Linked DNA regions of Arachis hypogaea: all the other regions are linked to region 2. Evidence: chromatin contacts called from public Hi-C data. All regions are on one chromosome and are shown on one strand. The core of a region is the stretch at or near the end of the contact, and the rest is flanking DNA. Distances in the headings are between cores, read along the strand shown.

The links. A called contact is a pair of places that touch in the nucleus more often than the background predicts.
Region 1: a Hi-C map of leaf shows a contact between it and region 2, with 2.4 times the contacts expected there. The contact joins the promoter of LOC112695576 here to the promoter of LOC112695589 in region 2. A contact is called at or near these places in 2 of 8 Hi-C or Micro-C datasets (leaf and an unstated tissue).
Region 3: a contact with region 2 is called in a Hi-C map of an unstated tissue, with 3 times the contacts expected there. The contact joins the promoter of LOC112695582 here to the promoter of LOC112695589 in region 2. A contact is called at or near these places in 3 of 8 Hi-C or Micro-C datasets (leaf and an unstated tissue).

What each region holds. Positions count from the first base shown.
Region 1 is chr1:86,830,360-86,834,620 of arahy.Tifrunner.gnm2.J5K5, reverse strand. LOC112695576 (U-box domain-containing protein 19-like) reads left to right here and starts at 2,470. Exons shown (of 1, transcript XM_025747967.3): 1 at 2,470-4,261. The coding sequence starts at 3,232.
Region 2 is chr1:87,063,852-87,068,475 of arahy.Tifrunner.gnm2.J5K5, reverse strand. LOC112695589 reads left to right here and starts at 1,355. Exons shown (of 5, transcript XM_072199258.1): 1 at 1,355-1,462; 2 at 1,665-1,975; 3 at 2,053-2,136; 4 at 3,665-3,804; 5 at 3,992-4,389. The coding sequence starts at 1,679. The coding sequence ends at 4,241.
Region 3 is chr1:86,920,560-86,924,704 of arahy.Tifrunner.gnm2.J5K5, reverse strand. LOC112695582 (aldehyde dehydrogenase family 2 member B4, mitochondrial) reads left to right here and starts at 1,454. Exons shown (of 11, transcript XM_025747980.2): 1 at 1,454-1,943; 2 at 2,147-2,284; 3 at 2,623-2,765; 4 at 2,864-3,017; 5 at 3,117-3,346. The coding sequence starts at 1,862.

The sequences.
Region 1 (4,261 bases), core at 1,221-3,720, 230 kb after region 2:
TAAACCCGGGGAAGAGTGTCCTCCAGAGGTATCTTAGCAAGAACTGCCCTAGTGTCCTCATCCATAAAGTGCTTGTCCACGAATTCGGGAGCATAGAATCCCTCGTCCAATACATGCCTGAAGACCGGGGTATAGAAACAGCAGCGTCATCCTGAACAACATTTTAGGCAATTTTCTAGATGGGAGTTGGCAGGAGAATCCTCCTCGACGACGTGAATCTCGGGACCTTGCCCCTCCCCAGTCGCTTTGACCTTCCGAGGTTGTGCTTGACGACTAACAGTGGCAGAGGAAGAAACTCTATCGCCACAAGCTATGATTGGAGGCTGTGTCGCTAGCCTTTTCTTCATCTCAGCGATAGCAGCGAGTCCCCCTGCCATGTCAATTGGGAAATGAAGGCAAAAAAGTAACTTGTGAGATGAAGAAGTTAAAAATAAAATAAAGCTGCGAAGAAGTGAAGGCTTACCGATGGCGTTCCGAGCAGCTTGCTCCTTTATAAGGACGTCCCTTAGAATTATCGGACACTCATTCCATAGCATTATTATCAAATTGATGCTGAGGAGTTCATCAACATTCATGCTGGATAGTCGAATTTTTGGTGTAGGGACATTATAATTCCAATAGAGATTGAATCTCTTAGCACCTTCCAAAGTCAGGAAAAAGGAGTGGTGCCCTCTACCCCCTCAATATTAAAATTTTTTTCCTTAAATCCATGATAGGATTCTTTAAACAAAGTAAAAATTCTTCTATTCCAAACACCTTGAAAAGAGATGAACCCGCAACCCTGAGACCTAAAAGAAATTGTCAAAGTCAAAAAAGTAGAAAAAGACCCTAAGTGTGGGTTCGATATCCAAAAATGAGCACAGGAGCTCAAAGCCTCGGATAATCGCTCAAGTATTAGGATAGAGTTGCGAAGGGGCACACCCCGTGTGAGTCAAAACGCTCACCTGAAAATCGAAAAAGGGTAAGCAAATCCCAATCCAGGAGAACAAAGTTTCATACATCCATAACCAATCCAGGACAGTACTGGCGTGCTCATTTATGTGGCACAGATGGTTCTCAAATCTCGGAACAGAAAAAATATACAAGTTGCTAATATCAGAATAAAAAATAATTCAAGCTTCTCGGAGATTATCAAACTCTTCTTGAGTGATAGTGGAAGGAGTGGTTTGAATCTCCTCAGACACCCAAAAATAGATGTCAACCTCGAGTTTGCTATTCATCATTTTAATAGGAGCAGGTCAGGGCCTCGGCAAATCAGCACCGCCACGCCCACGAGTCGCAATAACCTTTTCCTAGCCATCACCTACAAGGGCACCACCACTACATCACTACCACTACCAGAAAGCAAAAATTCTAAGCACTACAAAATTTTGGATATCTCAAAGATACAAAACAAATCCAGAAAAGCATAAACAGTGGGGACAAGCAAAATCATCAATGATTTGAGAAAAACTCAAATAATGGTTCTCCAACTATATTGGGCCTAAATAAAAAAAATAAACAAAGCAAATGTGAGAAAAAACTTTAAAACAGCACCAAAATAACATCAACAAACATGAAGAATGCATAAAAACTCATGTACAGGAAAGAATTTTAAAAAGAAAAAATCGCATGCAAGAACAGCGAGGTATCAGAATCACTAATCTTGAAAATGTGATAGAAGGAGTGTCGGCGACAATGAACTTGACGAGGGAGAAATATAGAAAGAAAAGAAACTACTCGTGTATAGAAAAGAAGAGGACACTGTTCGCACGAATGGGAGAGTTTTGGTAAAAGATGAAAATGAAAGATTTTGATAAAAGATAGAAATAAAAGGTAAAGAGAAAAATAATAAAAGGCTATTTAATTTTAAACTAAAATTGCATTTATTACAGAGAGAGAGAGAGAAAGAGAGAGTAGAACTATCGAATTGTGGAATGAGGGAATTAGAACTGCTTTTGAAATTAAAAAAACTGTTCGGTTCCTTCAATAAATTCCACGAAATTCTTATCTAAAATCGGCATGACTTTGTAAACTCGAATACCCAAGATCCTAGGACTCGGGTCTAAGAATCCGAGTTGGGAGCATTGTTCTAGATAAAAGAAAAGATAATGGATGAAGCACGAAGCAATCAAGGCTATAAACTGACTTCACAGAATAAGGTTAGATACCATAATGACTATGCCACTAAATTCTATAACTGTAAAATCTTGGTAATAATGTACTACAATAAGCACTCATTGCAAAAAAAAAAAAAAAATTCTAAAGAACAGACTAGAAAAAGAGAAACAACTAACAAGTAAATAAAATTTATTTTATTATCTAATACATTATTAATTTTAGCCTTAGAGTATCTTACTTGTTGCTTATCTAATCTGATTCTGCATTTAACGAAGTTAGAATTTTTTGTCTCTACTTCTTCAAATTGTGACATCCCTTCGAGCACGAACAAATGGGTTAACAAAAATTACCTGAAACCACTAATTAAACTCCGTGTCTCCTTAATTATTACCTTGTACTGCGGCCGTGCAATCTGTTCATGCATTGCATGCACAACTGACCCTAAACCATAAGAATTAATAATCAATATTGATTTGCAAGCGTACAATTTTGAAAAAAAAGACATAAACGTGGCAGTATTTAACTAAGCATGGTTGTTGTTATTCGTAAACCATGATTGAACCTCAATTGGACGTAACTAACATTTAGTTAATGAATCAAGGCCAGCAAGTTAACAGCAGAGTGAGAGAAAGTGAAACTGCGAAAGTAACGTTCAAGACCTTCCCTGCAGCACACGTCGGCAGTCGATTACTCCACCTGTCAGGTCGGTTCATGGGTCCCACAAGCCATCACTTCTTAGTTCTTCTCCCCTCCCAAACCTAAATCCCAATCCACTTACCCATTTGCTATCTTTACTTTCCCACCTTCTAAGCAACCATTAACCAAACATTCACAACAAAAAAAATAATAAAAAAAATAAAACTCACCTATCCACGTGTCCCTTTTCCTCCAAAAATCAGACGAATCTCTTTCTGCATTCCCTACTCTTCATCCTAGTCAACTCACAGCAGATCTCCTTCACAGATACACGCCACGTGTCCACAAGATAATCCAGTCAGCACTCAGCACAAAATGCGACTATATCCCTTCCTATAATAATTCGGGTTGGAACTTGAATCCAACTCCCAAAACACTCGGAGAGAGTAATAAACACTAGAAAATTGGTTATTATTCCATTTACTACTTAGATAAATGAATCATAACAATAGTAATAATCTCATTCATCAAAGGGACCGCCGTGTGCTATCACTACCGGCGGTGCACCCTTGCGAAGGGATATCTCCGAACACCCTCATTTCCTCCCTTGTTACCCTCTCCCAGAACATATGCAACTACCAACACAGCTTCTTCGCAACACAGAGACGAAACGCAAGAGAAGCAATCCGCCAAGTCAGTATCATCCTCTTCTTCCTTCTCGAAATTCAAGAACGAAGCTTACCAATCCCTCAATCCACCGTCCTCAGCCTCTCGGAACTTCACTTCACGTTTCAGAAGATCCACTTCTTGCTGCAAGATTGCGTACTTCAAGGCGCGCGCCTCTTGCTTCTCGCCAAGTCCAACCACGTGGCCTCCCTGTTTCAATCCCTAGTTCGCGCAGTGGCGACTTCCCTCGACGTTCTTCCTCTCCACGAAATCGAGGTATCCGGCGAGGTGAGGGAGCTGGTGGAGCTGCTGGCGAAGCAAGCGAGGAAAGCAAAGATGGAGCACGAGCCTAAAGACGAGCACATGAGCAAGAGTGTTCATTCAATTCTAAAACAGTTGGAAAAAGGAATCGAAGTGGATAAGAATGCATTGAAAGAGATCATCGAGTACCTAGAAATCAAGACGTGGAACGAGTGTAACAGAGAGATAAATCTTTTAGAAGAAGAAGTCGCTTTAGAATGCAGTAACTGCAACGAGCGAGAGCATGAGCGAGACGCTCCTCTATTGAGTAGCTTGTTAGGGTTGATGAGCTACTGCAGGGTAGTGATCTTCGAAACACTAGAAATTAGCAATAACAGAGAGAAATCAGAAACGAGAATGAGCACGGAAATGATGACGTCCGTCAATCCAGAGGACTTTCGCTGCCCAATATCTCTGGAGATGATGACGGATCCCGTGACGGTTACAACTGGACAAACGTACGACAGAGCTTCCATCAAGAAATGGCTGAAAGCAGGGAACACCATATGCCCTAAAACAGGGGAGAATCTCTCAAACACGGAACTCGTCCCAAACACAA
Region 2 (4,624 bases), core at 106-2,605:
TCTCTTATGCCATAAGTATTTTTTAGAATCTATGGTGATAAAGCATGTTACATTTTGATCTCTAAGTTCCTCTAAAGTGAGACCATATACATTATCGTACCTTTTTGTAACAAACAAAATATGACCTACCTAAAGTTGATTAGACTTCAAACTTTGAGTTGTGAGAATTCTCTGAAATTAGAATTTGGGTTCTCTCTCCTCGAGCAAACTGAAGTTGATTTTTCCTTTTTGTATGGAGTAAGGTTGCCAAGGCTAGATTTTATTGAACTGAGTTAACACATTGAACCTTGAACTAAATGAAGTCTTTTCCTTTTTTTTTTCATAAATCAGATTAGAAAATCAGGAATTAAGATCAGAGTTAAACTGCACAGAAGAGAGATGAGCAGCAGCAACTTCATTGATTTGGGTTCCTCAATGAGTTTGCTAAATCCAAACTTTTAATCTTGTGCTTTGACCCCAAATTTAAATGTCAACTATTAATTTACACCAGAAGAAAGTAATATCCACTTTCTTTTTGTTACCCGAAATGCATGTACAGAAAAAAAGTGAATTCAACAAGTAATTAACTTGCATGATAATGAAAACTTTTTACTTTTTTTTTTCTGATTATATTTGATTTAAGCATTTTAATTTTCGCTCCATTAAGTTGACATTACCTTTAAAATTTTGCTTTTTCTTCTTTCTTCTTCGATATTTGATCGAAAGATAAACTCCCTATTTTTTCTCTGTACTTTACCCGAATTAATAAAGTTTTACCAGCAACAAGATTTTTTTCCTTTTTCGTGAAGGCAATGTGTTGGACTATGAGTTTGGTCCAAATAGCTATGATTCAGACACTTGGGTTTTTTATTGTTTAGGCTACACAAATAATTTTTGGGCCTGCTACACTAGTATAGGGATTAAATACAAATTGAACTTTTAACCTAACCAAATATAATGTTTATCATCATTTATTTTATTAATTGGTTATTTTTAAAAAAATTATAATATTATATGTTTATCTAATATAATTTTAATTTTATAAACACTAAATGGTACAATATTGGATATTATAATATTTGAGAGTATTATTTTTTATTTTAATTTTTTTAATTAAGAAACAAAACATTAGTTAGGTATCCTTATTTTAAAAATTAAATAGCAAAAAAAAAGAATTTAATTAGTATTTATCAATTTTACAATCGTAACAAATTTTATAATCAGAAACCTGAAAATATATTTTAAATAATTGCTTGTTGAATTATTCTTTCATTTAAAAGAAAAAAGTACATTAGAAAGAATTAAAAAAATTGAAAAATGTGTGATAATAACTGAGTTTACAATCTTTCTTTTAATTTATACATGAACTAATTTCTATTTTTGGATAACGTGGTGGTTCACAAAAAAAAACACTTGGGAGTAACTACTATCATTTTTTGCCTTACATGGAAGTAGAAACTAAATTTCGAAGCAACTGAAACCGGTAATAAGTAATAACAACAGTGAACAATCCAACATTAACTGATGACGCAGTAGTTTAGATTACCCTTTTCAGATTAACTACTTTACTCAATTCAGCAAACAGCAAAAGAACAAGCTTATGTATGTACCTAACTAACATCGAGATCTAAATAGATCTGTTTAATTTTCTGATTTTGTTCTTGTTGTTTTTGTTGAGATGCCAGGCCCTGGTGCTCACATGATGTATGCCATGGGTTCTAGCTTGGCTCTAACCACTGTCTCCAATGGAAGATTCAGCCCTCACCACACACTCACATACACCATCAACGCCTTCTTCGGACCGGACATCGGTTCTTTCTCGGAGTGGCTTGGGTCACTCTTTGGTGGACCTGCTGATGCTGTTGGATCTGCCATGGCCACTCTCATCCACCATCCTTTGTTCTATGTTGTTATATTGGGACTCCCTCTTTGTGTTCTCTACTCCAGGGTGTCATCTTATCTTGTTCACAATCACCTTCTTGATTCTGTTTCAAGGGTCAGTCACTCTCTAGTTCTACCAAGTGATGAGGTGAATAATGATTTGAGTTTATGATGATGTTTCTTACTTTGTAGCAGGTTCCCCTCACAAGGATGCAATGCTTTTTGTTGATTTCAGCTGCTTCTTTCACCCACTTCTTCCTAGATCATCTCTTTGAGGTAATTATTCTTTTCTCTAAACATCATTAATTGTCCATATTTTAACGTTTGAGAGACAAAAAGATCAACCCAAATAACTCAAAACTTATTTTATTTAGCGTTTATTAATTGTCACTAAAAAAAATAAATTTAAACTATTTAGACTGATTTTATGGATATAACTTAAGCTTTTTAAAAGAGATAGTTGTACGAAAATCTCGACCCAAAGCTTTGGCTTAGGCTTCGGAGGTATAAAGCCTGTCATATACAGCAGGAATTGCTTTATTTCTGGGTTGAATACCATTGTCACTCAACTTTGGCCTATTCTTTAGTTCACTCTCCTCCACCCGAAAAGATGTCTCTAACTACTTAGATCCTTGACAGCTACATAAAGCGATTAATGTAGGAATTTTATTGAAATGAGAACATATGCATAGCTACATATTAAGAAAAATATATATTCTGTCTCTACTTGAATCAAAATCACATTACAAGTCTAATACTTGGTATAACCCCCCTAAAAAAAATTATACAGAAACAATATTATATCAAAATTGCGTAATTATTTAATCTCTACATATATGAAAGAGACATCTGCTAAATTGATCATGCATCTTGTACCTAGTAGAAGCAAGATGTGTCTAAAGCAGCAAGATTACGTAGTTACGTCAGTATGCTATAAAACTAGGAAGAATAATTAATTATTTTAAAGGATGTCATAACATTACAAGCATCTACTCTTCTACTATTTCATTTAGTGTTTCCAACAGCATGCTTAGAAATATTTCAAGACACTAGTCAGAGTACATGATGATGGCCAAAGTGACTGAGAATATTGAACCAATTTGGAAAGTTAAAAGGAAATGGTGACATAAATCAATTGATTGTTATAATTCATATTATTAATTAATAGATATACGGATTTATTATCAAATATTTGCAACACCAAATAAAATTGTAAAAGATAACTATATACATATCTCTAAAGCTCATGATTCTAAGTGGTTAAAGAAAAATATTTGTACGAGGTGAAAACTCGGGTGCAGTCGACTTCACGTGAAGTTGATAGCTGAAAACCGTTAGATACTTCACGTGAAGTTGACTGCACTTGTGTTTCCACTTTTGTACGAAGGTTGGTATTCGAAAACACATGTCCTGTCTAATTTTTTTCAGAGGTGATACGTGATTAATCTGTTAGCTGTCAAAAAAATTAGATGACATTATAAATCTTTTCCTTATAATATGTATATATAGCAATTAGGTCTTAACCATTAAAACTCAGATCATAAGAATCCTACACGATTATTTTATCTGATTAGGCTTCAAAGCCAAATGATACATTGACATCTAAAACTCAAAATAGATCACTCAATTATTTCATGAGCTTACAAGCATATAAAACTTAAACATTATTTGACAATGACAAAAACCAGCAATCAATAATAGAAGTCCACCATGAAAAATTCAAACATTAATTACTCTTTATGCCCCTTGGTGATTGAGATTGAACAAATATTATTATATTAATTATCTTCAAAATCATATATAGGAGAATGGGAAAACAACAACCTATACTTGGATTTTGAGCACTGGCTGGTGGGAAAGTAGGGCACCAAACTACCCAGATGCAGTTATTGTAGTCTCCATCTTATGTGCTTCCTTAATTGGCGGCTTTTTCTACCTCAACAGGTTCTCACTTTTGCAACTTTCCTTTGTACCATTACGCTTTCTTTTAGTTAGAATAAGAAACAGAAAATAATTTTTAACCGTCACTCTAAAAACATTTATATGTCTCCATCTTTGTTTTTTATTGTCTTAACTTCCAAAATTTGCTTAAATAGCATGGTCTTAACATATATTCTCCGTATTCAAGCAGAGCAAATGCCACAAACTCCATAAAGAACAAGTCATACCAATCAATGCTACTTATCCTGTCAGTAGCTTCCTTGTACTGCCTATGGTGTGCAATCCAGATATACTGGATCAGTCCTCGCCGGCCGGCCGTTGGCGAAGAGGCTGATCTTGGTGTTCTTGTGTTCTTAGCTGTATATTTCTTTCTGCCTTATGGTTTGTGTATCATGTCAATGCACCCAAAAGAGCTTGACTCTAATCAAATTCCACTTTAATAGTTTCTACTGCTCTCATTGCAAGAGAACCAGTGAAGCATAAATTTCTTGTCATTGATAGAATCAGGGTATTTTGACCTTGGTTATTTCCGTGCTTGTATAGATGTAATTGTAAACTGTTTCAAATAAAGCTTTTTGTCTTGACAAATATATGTATATGAAATTTTGGCTGAACTTATATGAAGGGCAAATTCAGGTTGTCCTTGCTGTAGAATAACTCCTATGGTCATTCAATTTGTTAAAACTTGATTCTTAACTCTCAATGTTTGTATCATCTCTTTATACTTACAATAATCAAGTTTAGTGAAGGGTAAAGATTATAACAGGTTATTACTTTCTCCTAGTATTAGGGTAAATAATTCTGTGGCAACCTTTTTTTCACC
Region 3 (4,145 bases), core at 205-2,704, 140 kb after region 2:
AACCTTATTTAATTTATATATAAATGCCTAAAAATTAAATTTGTCTAATTCAATTTATATAAATTTGTTTAGGATATGTATGTAACCAATTTTTATTCAGGACATCTGTATAATTTTGACTTTTAATTAATTTATTAATATAAATTATTTTTATTTTTAAATCTAATATATATTTCTGTTAGTTTTATTTTCTCATAAATTTATTCTTCTTTTAAACTTTTGATGATTCATTAATTACTTTATATTTATTATGCTCTTCAAATTTTTTATAAAAAATAAAAAATCTAAATCATCAAATTACAAAATATTAACAAAAATTATTTTTCCTTTTTAATTCCTGAATGTAATTTAACTTTAATTACGATAGCATATTTTATACAAACAAAATAAAGCATATTAGATAATAATATTTTAATTTCTAAATATAATTTAATTCATTATTAACAGGAAAAATTAAATTATAATATTCTAATATTTAATTATATGAATATAAAAAATGTAAGCTTCATTTAATTTTTTTGGCCCACTTCGTAAAAAAAAATGGGACACTCTTGCATGTGAGTTTTGTTTTAGACAAAGTCCTACTACTTGCTAGTTACATCTTCAATTATTATTATTATTATTATTATTATTATTATTATTATTATTATTATTATCCTTAAAAAGTCTTTTGCGAAAATTGCTTGGATCAAGTATACATATTTTTAGTCTAGACCACTTGAAAAAAAATAAGAGCTCAACTTCCACAAAAAAAACCCAACTCAATTGTTAGCATAACTAAGAATAAATTAATCATGCTAATTATGTCACTCCATAACATAAATATACTGCATCAGTTCGGACAAGTTCTTGCCACTACTGATTTGATTGAGTTTTTGTGTCTGTTTCTCGTAGCAGCAATAACATGCGTCCCTTTTTCAATACAACCAATTCATTTCAGTACCTACTAAAAAAAAAGAAACTTCATTACAATAGTATTTTCCATAAAATTAAACTAATTAAATATTATGAGTATTATTAAAACTTTTTGAAAAGTTGGTGTTTGAAAAAAAATATAGCATCCCCTATCCTAAATTAATTAAGGAAAAGTATAAGTAACTAACAATTCTTTTGAATAATGTGTGAACAATGTGAATTAATAAGGTTAAAAGAGTAAATTTAATTAATAGCATTAAATGAAGGTGTAATATATTTTTAGAGGAGTGCTAGAGGACCAACAGAAATTGTGATATATAACCATCAATTAGCCATCATAAGTGTGTTTAACGGTGGGAGATTATATTCAATGGTGCATGATTACTTATTTTACTTTTAATGGTTAAGTGCCGACCAAATTTTAACAAAATTGCTGGCCCTCTAGACTTTCTCATATTTTTATTTGATTGGTGATTGTTGATGTTATTTAAGATAGTCATTGTTTACTTAGTATTTCTCCATTAATTAAATACGTATTCCATTCAACCCGAAAACATTTACATTACACTTGAAGCAACCCATGGATGCTAATAATGTTCTAACTACTTTGTGAGTGGTTGTTTCATCTACTATGGTGTGTTAATCGTTCTTTTCCACGTTAATAGGAATTATCACTCATAAGAATGGCATTTTATTTCAAACCACACAAAGTGGGCAAAGTGCACAAAACGACAGTTACTCCATTGCTTTCCTTTTGTTATCGGTAATAGCGACCTACCGATTCATATCGTGCCACCATTTGTACCTTAGTTTTCAATCTGTTTCATTTATTTATTATCATCGTCATCTTCTTCTTTTGAGAACTAGAAACAAGAAACAAGAAGCAGAGTAAGCAAGCAAAAACAACAACAAAATCATTTGTCTTTGAGAGATAATTGCTTTGCCCATGGCAGCTCGTAGACTTTCATGGCTTCTCTCACGCTCCCTTTCTGCTGCTTCTGGAGCTGACTCCTTTCTTCACTCACTCGGTACTGTTACCAAGTTAATTCAGTTATAATTAGAAACTTTAACTGCAGGGAGTTTTGTTACTTTAAATAAGTGGTTCTAGATTCATATAAGAGCATCTGTTCTAGATTCAGTTATTATATATCATTATTATTCCGCTTAATTTGTATTGTAAGGTGTTTATGCGAAAAGCAGCGGTTACTGTTTTGTTCGTATTTTCCAACAGGAAGAAACTCTGGCGGAGGGTGCAGAAAATTGAAGAGGTTTAGCACAGCTGCAGCGGTTGATGAAGTGATTATTCCACAAGTTCAAATCAATTACACTCAGCATCTCATAGATGGCAAGTTTGTGGATTCTGCATCAGGTCTCTCACTCTATCTATCTACTTTAATTTCTTTACTTAGCTTTCCACATTTAACACAATTTTATTTTATTTATGTTAAATATGTAAACATTCACATATTTCTAAATTTTTAACTAATAATTTGAATTTTTTGAAATAAGAAGTGATAAAGGCTAATAAGTTTTGTGATTTGTAATCATCAATTAATGATAATTAGTATTTTTAATGATATAAAATTTCAACTGGAATTACTTTTTTTTTTGTTAATTAAGTATGGGCAGATTTTGATAAAAATGCTGGCAAACTTTCTCATAAGTAATTTTGCGACCATTTTATTTTGTTTGTTTTGGTATTATCAGGGAAGACTTTTCCAACCTATGACCCGCGCACAGGGGAAGTTATAGCTCAAGTAGCTGAAGGAGACGCTGAAGATATCAACCGCGCCGTCGCCGCTGCGCGAAAGGCCTTTGATGAAGGACCCTGGCCTAAAATGACTGCTTATGTAAACCATTTCTTCCTTCCTTGTTCTTATTATAGCAAGAAAGAAAAATTATTTTTCTCAGTTGATATATTGATTACTACACCGTTTAATTTGTTCAGGAAAGGTGTCGGATATTGCTGCGGTTTGCTGATTTGGTGGAGAAGCATAGTAAAGAGCTTGCAGCTCTAGAGACATGGAACAATGGAAAGCCTTATGAGCAATCTTTCAACGACGAATTGCCATTGTTTGTGCGTTTGTTCCACTACTATGCTGGTATTAGATCAGTAACTTATATTACTTAACAATAATGTGTACTAATTTTGTGGTAAGAACATTAAGTATGAGAAAGAAGAATGAATTGTTGTTGGGCAGGTTGGGCTGATAAAATTCACGGGATGACCGTACCGGCTGATGGAAAATATCACGTGCAAACATTGCATGAACCAATTGGGGTTGCAGGACAAATCATACCTTGGAATTTTCCTCTAATTATGTTTGCTTGGAAAGTTGGTCCAGCTCTGGCTTGTGGTAACACTGTCATTTTGAAGACTGCTGAGCAAACACCCCTCACCGCTCTTTATGTGGCTAAACTCTTTCATGAGGTCAAATTCACACAACTAACCAAATACACATTTATTTGAACCTCTGTTTGGGAAACTCTACAGTTCACTAAAAATATAGGAAGAATATAGAAAATATATGTCAGAATATAAAAAGTTTAATTATTTTGTAAATATTTGTAGTTTTACGAAATTTTTAATTAAGTCTTTATACTTTTTTTTAATTGAGTTCCTGCACTAAATTTTTTTAAATTAGGTTCCTCTTAGCAGTAATTGGCTTAACTTTATAGAGACCTAACAAAAAAAATTGGTGTAAGGACTCAATTAAAAAAAAAGTATAGAGATCTAATTAAAAATTTCGTGAAACTATAAGGACCAATAGAGTAATTAAACAATATAAAAAGTAGAAAATAGATATTGTGATTCTTATTTTAAAAATGCTATTTATTTTTTACAAATTTATCTCAACATACAATATAAAAAAATTGTATGTGAAGTGGTATTATCAAAAATGAAAATGGAGTTATAATATTTTTAAAATATATATTAAAAATATATAAAATAATACATGTAATATATACAAATACATGATTAATTTGGTAGTTTATTTTTTGTAGGTATATATATATTAAAAATATATGAAACAAGATACGTGTAAATATATATAAGAGTAAAGCTAGCTGTTAGGAAACCAATACTACAGTAATTAATTTGGCCAATATTAAAGTAGATTCAGTACAAAGCTTACTAACAATTATTTTTGTTGAGTTTAGATTTTGGATTTTTTTAATTAAATTTTGAATGTTCTTATATTTAAAATTTTTAAATATTTTTAAATGTT